2 separate regions of the Anser cygnoides genome follow, and region 2 is linked to region 1. The links are chromatin contacts, called in public Hi-C maps. All regions are on one chromosome and are shown on one strand. Each heading gives the region's core, a stretch centred on a gene start, on an enhancer-like site or on the middle of the called end of the contact. The rest is flanking DNA. Distances are from core to core; before and after follow the strand shown. Region 1 overlaps SLC35A5 (solute carrier family 35 member A5). Region 2 has its middle 66 kb from the start of GTPBP8.

Evidence for each region. A called contact is a pair of places that touch in the nucleus more often than the background predicts.
Region 2: a Hi-C map of liver shows a contact between it and region 1, with 4 times the contacts expected there. The contact joins two enhancer-like sites. A contact is called at or near these places in 4 of 7 Hi-C or Micro-C datasets (granulosa cells and liver).

Annotation. Positions count from the first base shown.
Region 1 is chr1:96,273,146-96,277,377 of Taihu_goose_T2T_genome, reverse strand. It overlaps SLC35A5 (solute carrier family 35 member A5), which reads right to left. Exons shown (of 6, transcript XM_013184470.3): 5 at 3,913-4,232; 6 at 1,685-2,743. The coding sequence ends at 2,675. Among named protein-coding and RNA genes, the nearest start is that of SLC35A5, 9.3 kb to the right of the region's middle. Within about 2 kb of position 1,782, at least 2 of the 3 cell types and tissues checked have open chromatin away from gene starts, as enhancers often do. A contact at or near this core is called in liver, where this site is marked.
Region 2 is chr1:96,366,354-96,370,585 of Taihu_goose_T2T_genome, reverse strand. No RefSeq gene overlaps it. Among named protein-coding and RNA genes, the nearest start is that of GTPBP8, 66 kb to the left of the region's middle. Within about 2 kb of position 1,850, at least 1 of the 3 cell types and tissues checked has open chromatin away from gene starts, as enhancers often do. A contact at or near this core is called in liver, where this site is marked.

The sequences.
Region 1 (4,232 bases), core at 533-3,032:
ACAGGGGATATACAGTTCTCCTCCATTATTAAAAGAAACCTGCCTGGCCAATCCAACTGAATGTCTCCAAGACCTCCAACCTGTTCACCTGAAGACAACAGAAAGATTTCTACATGTTAGATAGGATCTAACTCTACAAGGAAAGTAAATGCTTCCATATAGCTCCACAGTTATATACCTGGTATCTTTGTGCAATCTGAGACTTCAGCAAAACAAGTCAATCATGACATCATGCTTGTGATGGAAGTTATTAAAATGAAATTTATAGAGGGGAAAAACTGACTAAGCAGGGTAAGAGCTGAAAGCAAGTCTAAATATACTTTATAACATTTGCAGATCAATAATTTCCAGCTCTTATTTCTCTTTAGGCATACATTTCATGGCAGGAAGGTCAAAAATTTTAAAGACACTCATCTTTGGTTTGATGCTCTATCATTAGAGGTATGAGGCTAATTTTTATGTTCTGACTTAAGGCAAGGCAAAGCTGCCTGCAAAAGTCGATGTAAAAAGCTACCACTACTAATGCAAAGCAATCTAAAAACTAACAGTACTTTCACTTTTCATGGAAATGTCTGCTAAAGGTGGTAGCTGTGACTGAAAAAGACAATGAATTGAGGCAAGTATATACTGCAAACCTGTATGTAATGGAGAAAAAAAAAAAAAGAAACTGTCTTATTGCAACTAAGTCTTGAAGAGTTTGAGCTTTTTTTTTTTTGCATTAAAGTTTCATTTCCCAAAATAGAACATTACACACCAACGAAACTCATGTTTCTGGAATTTACATTCAAATATGCTTTCTTATTCATTCTGTACAAATCCAAACAACTAGGATTCCTTTTGATAAAACGAGCTACTATACTAGCACAACAAGATCAGCTGTAAAACATTTTTCAGCTCAACATATTTACAAGGTTAGCTCATATAAACAAACCACAACAGTAATTTCACTTTGTGTCATTCTTAATACATGCTAGAAAAAGATCATACTCCTGGAAAAAAGATGAAAGAAATCAGAATAAGAATTTCACATGCATTGTTTATAACTTGACAGTCATCGGCCACAACTGGAAACAGGCTGCCCTGCTTGATGGATCAGTGACAGGAGGTATGTTAATTAATATAGCAATGAGCCATCAAGACAGAATGCGTAAGTAAGCACACAGAGCCTGGAAAAAGGATGGCAGAGGGGAACAAAGGCAGAACTGTCTTCAGTCCACAGAGAAATGCATCAGTAATTGATTAAGATACACTGTGGTATGAGGCTCTGACACTGAACTCATTGCATACCTTCATAAGAATTCCTTTGACAGCGATCTTTCCGTTATCGAAGTCTTGTTTTTGACTGTTCCCTTCATCCTCCAATTTTTAAAATTCCTTGAATTATTTTGAACCCATTTTTCATCTCACTGAAAATACAATCCAGCAGACACTTTAACAGTGATTCTGAGATCACTGTGCCTGACATTCTGCAAAATGCTTTTGCTCTCTACAAAAACGAATGCAAACTCTTATCAGCCTGAGTTGTCAGAGCAACAACAAATGGTATTAACACCTGCACCCTCCTGCTCAGTGTTCCAGATATTGCAGGGCATCGTTGCAGCTACATAACATCCGTTTTCAGATAGTGGCCCCAGTGCAAAGTCATACCCTTTCTAAATGCAATAAAGACCCTATGATACATTCATACCAAATAACACACTTTTGTTTTATTCAGGATCTTTCAAAGTTAAGCCACATAAATTGCAAGTAAAATCCACTATTTTCTACAAAGGCATTCCAAATTTCAGTTCCCCCAGACGTCAGGAGACAGGCACACACCAGTCTCATACTGGAAATGTGAGAGAGCTGGTGGCTGAAGTCAGTGAAATCTACTTCAGCCACATCAAAGAATCAGAAAGGACTCCACAGGAGCCAGTACAGAGTTACACTGGTGTAAAACAGGAATGAAAACAGAATTAAGACCATTCAAACTGAAAAAGATTCTCCTGGATTAAGAATATGTTGATCCTTCAGACAAATTATCTGATTATTATACATTCTCAAGTCAAGGTTTGATGAGATTGGTTCAGGGGGACTCTTTCACTCAGCTAGGGGTATTTCAATGTGAATCACCAAAATACAATAAAACCTCATAAATAAGAGGCATATTGACTGTTATTAGTAATATCTTAAGCCCTGAAAAGAAAACTTAATGAAGCATTTTTACATTGGAAGATACTAATCAACCCTTATATCACTTTTGCAACGTGGACAGGTTTTATAATCTCTGCTTTGCTAACCAAGGAATTCATACAGGAACTGGCAGTGACTCAGGACAGTGAACCAAAGTGATGAAAGACATGGTTAGAGTCCAGGACTGCCCTCCAATGCAGCATGTCACCCAGACAACTGAGTCCAGGGTCCAAGCCTCTTCTTGTTTACTTCAGGTATAAACTTCGTTTATTGCAGCAGATTTTGAACTCCTAATTTGCACTCATGGGAAGAGGGAAAACAGCTCTCAAAAATAAATGGCTCAAATTAAGAGCTTGAATGTTTTCCTCATCCATCTCTGACATCCAGACCCAAAGTAGTCTCAATTGTTCTGCAAATGGCAAAAAAGGACCCTTCGCAATGTTAAGGAAACATTAACATTCTCTCACTATGAGTAATAGCATTCCTCTTAGCCAGCTCCATGCTAGAGCGAATCTTCATCTGTATCGATGTCACTGCTTGGTTTGTTCAGTCTCTCAAACTCTTCTCCGTCCTACAGGAATGAGAAGAGAACAATGTGAGCAAAAGTTATCTTGTTATTAATACATAGAAAGAGGAAGAGAAAGAGAGAAAGAAAAGAAATAGGTTTATTTAAGATATCTCTGTCATATTAACACCCAGTAATTTACATGTTTTACCAGTATGTTAAAATCTTCCTCTAACATATACATGTTCATAAGGAACGTCCCGTTCATCTTTAATACTTTTTAGTGACTTGGTCTCTAAAACAGCTTGTAGCCTATCCATTCATCAGGAAACTTGCTCACGTAGCACTCTTTGTTTTTACCACAGATGCTCAATTGTAAATGCTAAAATAGATAATGCCAGCTACACCAAAAACTACGACTGTATTATTTACTGCTTGTTAAACGACAATCTAACAGGTCACTATGTAGAAGTTCTAGAAAATATCTCTTCCAAGTTTAATTTTTTCTAGAATTAAATGGAGACAGCACTCTCTGCTGGTTGCGTCATGCGTAACAGCAGATCTGTACATGCAGAACACACAGACATTAGCTCCTTCCCACTCTGACTAATTTCTCAGCTCAATTAAATGAGCTGAGACTACAGCTGAGTCTAAGGGCAAGCCCTCTGTGTCATGTTCTAGCTGTCTAGATTACTATTCAAATTAGGGCAAAAGAAAAAAAAAAAAAAAAGAAAAGTACCTGCAGAAAATGTTGCGTACGAAAAAAATCGTGTTAAGAATGTCCTCAGATATCTTTTGACTGTTACAGTATGAAGAATCTTAACTAATATATTAATTTCTTTATGGGCTCAGCTACACAAAGATTTATCAGTTTTACTTAAGTACAGTTAGTTCCCAGGCGTCAGTTCCAACTTCTGTATGCCCAGGGTCAGTGGACAAATATATCTGGTCAAAGAAGTCGCAAGAGAGGATTTGTATAAAAGTTGCTAAAGTTGCTCACAGCACTTTCTGTAGTCACGGCAGAAAAGCAACAGTTACCTGAGCTTCATGAATTTAAAAAGTGGAATACGCAAAATAATTTCCCATCAATTTTAAAGATTTTTAACAAACAGCGAGCTTTGGTGTTTGAGTTGAGGAATGAGTCTGGTTACATGCAAAACAAATCTTCTAAATATGCCATGGTGGAAATGGAGGTGAAACAAAGGAGAAACGAGAGGAGTACTGAAAAGCCTTACCCCACTTGACCTCTCCCACGTGTCTCCTTTGAAGAGCTTGCCCCTTTCCCGCAGAGTGGCAAATTCCAGGCCTCTTGGTTTACTGGCATTGTAGATGAATATGGAGAGAAGCACCACAGGAGCTTCCAAAAAGAATTCTAAAGAAGGCCTGAAGTCAAAGATGACGAAAGACACTGTGGTGATGATGACAGTGGTGATCTGAGCAGTCATAACATGGAACATATTGTCTCGGAACTTCAAGATGAAGGCCACAGACAGCCCCAGGAAAGCTGTGACAAATATAAGAGCCACTGAGAAGATGTTGTGCCCATAAAAGAAGC
Region 2 (4,232 bases), core at 601-3,100, 93 kb before region 1:
AACTTTCTGTCCATTCAAAAATCAGGAAAGAACAGCCGCAATAGGAAAGAAAAAAAATATAGATATAGATATAGATATATAAAATAGACCCTCAAATCTGCCTTAAATAAAGCTGACAATACCTTTAGTAAACATAGGTAAATTTCTTCTCCTCTAGAAGTCACACTTCTCCGGTAGGTAAAACAGGGTGATGACACTGACCTACTCTGTGAAGTGCATGGTCTTCTAGTTATTGTAGATACTGTGTAGAAACTAAGCATGACTTCTGCCATCAAAGTGCATCCACCTCCAAGCTTGAACACAGCCAACTATGAGAACTGTTAATCCATTTAAGAGTTTTAGAATAGAAAGTGAAAACTGCAATATCAAATTGAAACTGCCAAACTGGGTTTAGATGGGGAACCTGCTCTTCAACCCTACCCCCTGTATTTCCAACATGTCATAGAAGTTTGTATAACATCCTCACAGAGAATAATATTGAGTTTTTAAGGGACAACACTTTTATGCCATCTGGCATCTGATTTCAGAGGCCACCTTGCAGCAAATCACTGTCTTTTGTCCATTTATTAAGAAATACTTTCCATAGGACACTTTTTTTTTTGTTTGTTTGCTTGTTTTCCTGTGGTCTCCTCACTTCACGCTGACCACTGCCCAGCAGTGCTTTAGCTGTACAAGCTGATGAGCTCATGCCCTGAAGTGGAAAGGTTACACAAGACTCAGCTGCTAACACTTCCAAGGCTGAAAATCTACTAACACTGCCACGTGTATGCAGGGGTGGGAGAGTGGCTTTTAAAAATAAAAAATAAAAAAAATCTGCAAAAACAATGTATAGCACTGGGACTTGGTTGTGCGTCATCTGTTTTCATTTACCATTTCAAGCTCTACTGCACCAGCTGAAAGTAGACATTATTTCTACTCTTTATAACCATAATCATAACCATAGATCAGGACACAAAAAATCACTTAGATGGCTTCATGAAAGTGAAAGAGATTCCAAGACACAAGCTCTAAGGAACTAAAATACACTGAGATATCTCAAACGAACTCTTAAAAATTATTCCAGGTAAATATTATATCCCTGCTTGCTTTACTCCTCACGTCATCAAAAGTAAGAATAAAATCTGTAGAAGGAGCAAGTTACATTTGGGGGGTAGAGGAGAGAAAGTTTGTAAAAATTTCCATGGTGGCTTTTCAGCTGCTAATCAGATTCTATTAACCTTATTCATCCTGTAAAGGGAGCAAATCTCAAGTCACATACAGTCCAACATATGACTGCTTAATTGCTTTTAATGCAGGAGGATTGTATTTCTCATGCCCTGGCTAAGGATTAAAAGAAAACTATTAGGGCAGGAGGTGGACACCAAAACGTCTGTTGATGCCAGCTCTTTTTTCCCCTTTTTCAGACTTTCATCCAAAACATGCTTACTTTGGCAGCCTACCCAGAGGGCTATGAAATCATAAAGAGCCACTGTCCAATTCTTACCTCTGCAAGACAGTAGACCAGATCTAATCCCTGCAAATTGCAGTTATTTTGATCAAAACTGTTTTGCCAAACTATGAAATCTCTTTTTTTTTTTTTCCCCCTCTGTTTTAGTGGTGTCATCAGGACCTGGAGGGGCTCAGGAAACAGATTCTTCCCAAAAGCTTTTGAGGCTATTCTCTCTTACCTGCCTTTTAATTACATAAAGGAAAAGGGGTGGGGATTTCTGGGGAGAGAGGGACAGAAAAAATACTTGCACTGTTTAAGAGCTTGCTTTCAAAAGACCGAATGAATGGCTCAAGGGATAATGAGGCCTTGCCTTTATGCTGCTGGCTCAAATTTGAGGTGATTGAAGATTACTGCTTTGTTATTACCCATGTTTATTATAGCAATGTCTAGGGACTAATCAAAATTGACAAAGATATAGTAATCACTGTACAAACAGGGAGTTGTAGACTGTCCGTGACCTAAGAAACTTACAGTTCGAACAGACACACCAAACATGGCAGGGCAGGATATCAATAGTGATGTTTGAAAGCACATGCAATACTGGCAGTATGTTCAATGCTTTAATGCCCAGTTACTCCTTCCAGAGTTAAGATTTTCAAAAGATCAGAGTTAAGATTTTCAAAAACACACGAAGGTGTGAGATGCATGAATGTATTGAGACAGCTCACTGTAAATAACTAACTCTGCAAGCTGATCACTGACAGTTTCTGTTTCCGTTGCAACATCCTGTAGAAACATATGCTAAAATCTTAAGTTAATAGCACATATTCCACTTACTAGCTCAAAGCAACAATAACAATCCAAACAACTGTATGTCAGACACTATAAAAGCAGCAACCAGTTCTTATGAGGACTTTTCTTGGACAGACATCAAGGTAGATAAGTTGAAGGTATGTAAGACCCGTTGTATTCCTACCGTGGAGAGGAGAAGGTAGGCAGCAGATGGAATTTAAGGCATGAAAGACAAGGCGGGAATTAACCCTATACAGAATAACTTGGAATTAGACTGGTAGGACAGAATTCAGCCTGAGCAAGACTGATCAATAGGCTGCATTTTGTCAGAAACCGAGTAACTGCAAGTAGTGAGACAGAACAGGAAGTTATATGTAAACTTGAATAGCATAATCCCTGCACTGATACCCCCTGGATTTTCAGGTGCAAGAAGTTCTCCCTTTCTAACACAGAATCACAGAATCACAGAGAGACTGAGGTTGGAAGGGACTTCTGCAGGCCATCTGATCCAAGGAGGTTTATGGTTCTTTTTATGGCATCATATTCAGATATTAATGCTCTGTGAAGTCAAATTCTAGTCACTATAGTCTGCTATGTGTTAACAGATGATGCTGTAATGCATGTATGAATTGTATTCCTGCTTGATCCACAATACAAAAAATCCAGTGTCTCAGTAATGTAAGATTTTGATCTCACAGGAAAAATTACGTGCAGATTAGCTAAAAACTAAAACAAGTAAATAATGTTCTTTTGGGATTCATATCTGGCAGTTTACTAAGGAAATTCAAAAGTATAAATATTTACAATAGGAGGTACACAGATTTTTTGTAATGTTATAGCTGATTCCAATTTGGAATACATGCTGTTTTGCTTAATTTTATTCCATTTGCTTTTGAAATCTGACCCATACCCCGCATATAAACTTAATTATTTGCTCATCCTTTCTGTCCCTATCCATGCTCTGTTATTTTTCCAGGGTTTGTCTTTTATTGGAAATTCCATGTGCTTTTAAATTTACCAAAGGATTGCTTTGATGAAAAACTGTGAATACAAAAAGCAGAATCCTAACTTGGTATTTACAAAATATATTTGTGCTGCATATATAGTGTATGAATCTACAAACGTATGTATATAACATTACTATTATTTAATAGTATCACTGGCAAATTTAGAGATCCTGCTGAAAACCAGAGATAAAAGCCTCTTCCTTGAAGAGTTCACAACCTGAATAGTCAAAATAGATGATGTGGAAGAAAATACCTTCTTTGTATACTTTATATGTATACTTTATGTATATGTATACTATATGTATATGTATACTTTCAACCTTTCTTACCTCATTCCTTTCCTGCATCTCAAAAGAAACTTGCAATTTAAATAACACAGAGGGGATTATACCAATCAGTAAAAACAATTTGTAATACACAGGGCCTTGTCAGCATAGTGTGACACATCTGCACTGGGGGTTTGCAATAGCATGAGTGCATCAGGGCCGCTGCAATACTGCAAGTAAGATCATAATTAAAACAAACTGTAAGGTTCTAACTAGGCCTGGGCAGACCTCAGACTATGCAGAGGTTCCCAACAGCTTTTTTTTTTTTTTAACAGTGCAGTTGCTGGCTGGGCCTTCTCTGAATAAGCCTCAGAACATGTCTACTCCATATCTTCAGCTCTCAGTCACGTTCCTGTGATGGTTTATCACTTCCCATTCCCAAAGAAGAAGTAGACTTAAAATAAATTATTTGAAACGTACTTCTATCAGTTCAAAAGGAATTAACCTTTAGTTTGGAGTCCAGAATTCATACAAAGTATTTTGCCCCCCTTTATAATGCAGCATTAAAAGTTACCAGTTATCAGTTTGAAAGCCTGATTCTTTCACTGGAGGATTCTCCTGAATCAAGAGGAGATACTAGTGTCTGATCATGGAAGAGAAGTGGGACTGTCACAGAAGATTGCTGAAAACTCAGAAATATGCGAAGTTTGTGCATTCTATAGTCTAATGAGAGGGACA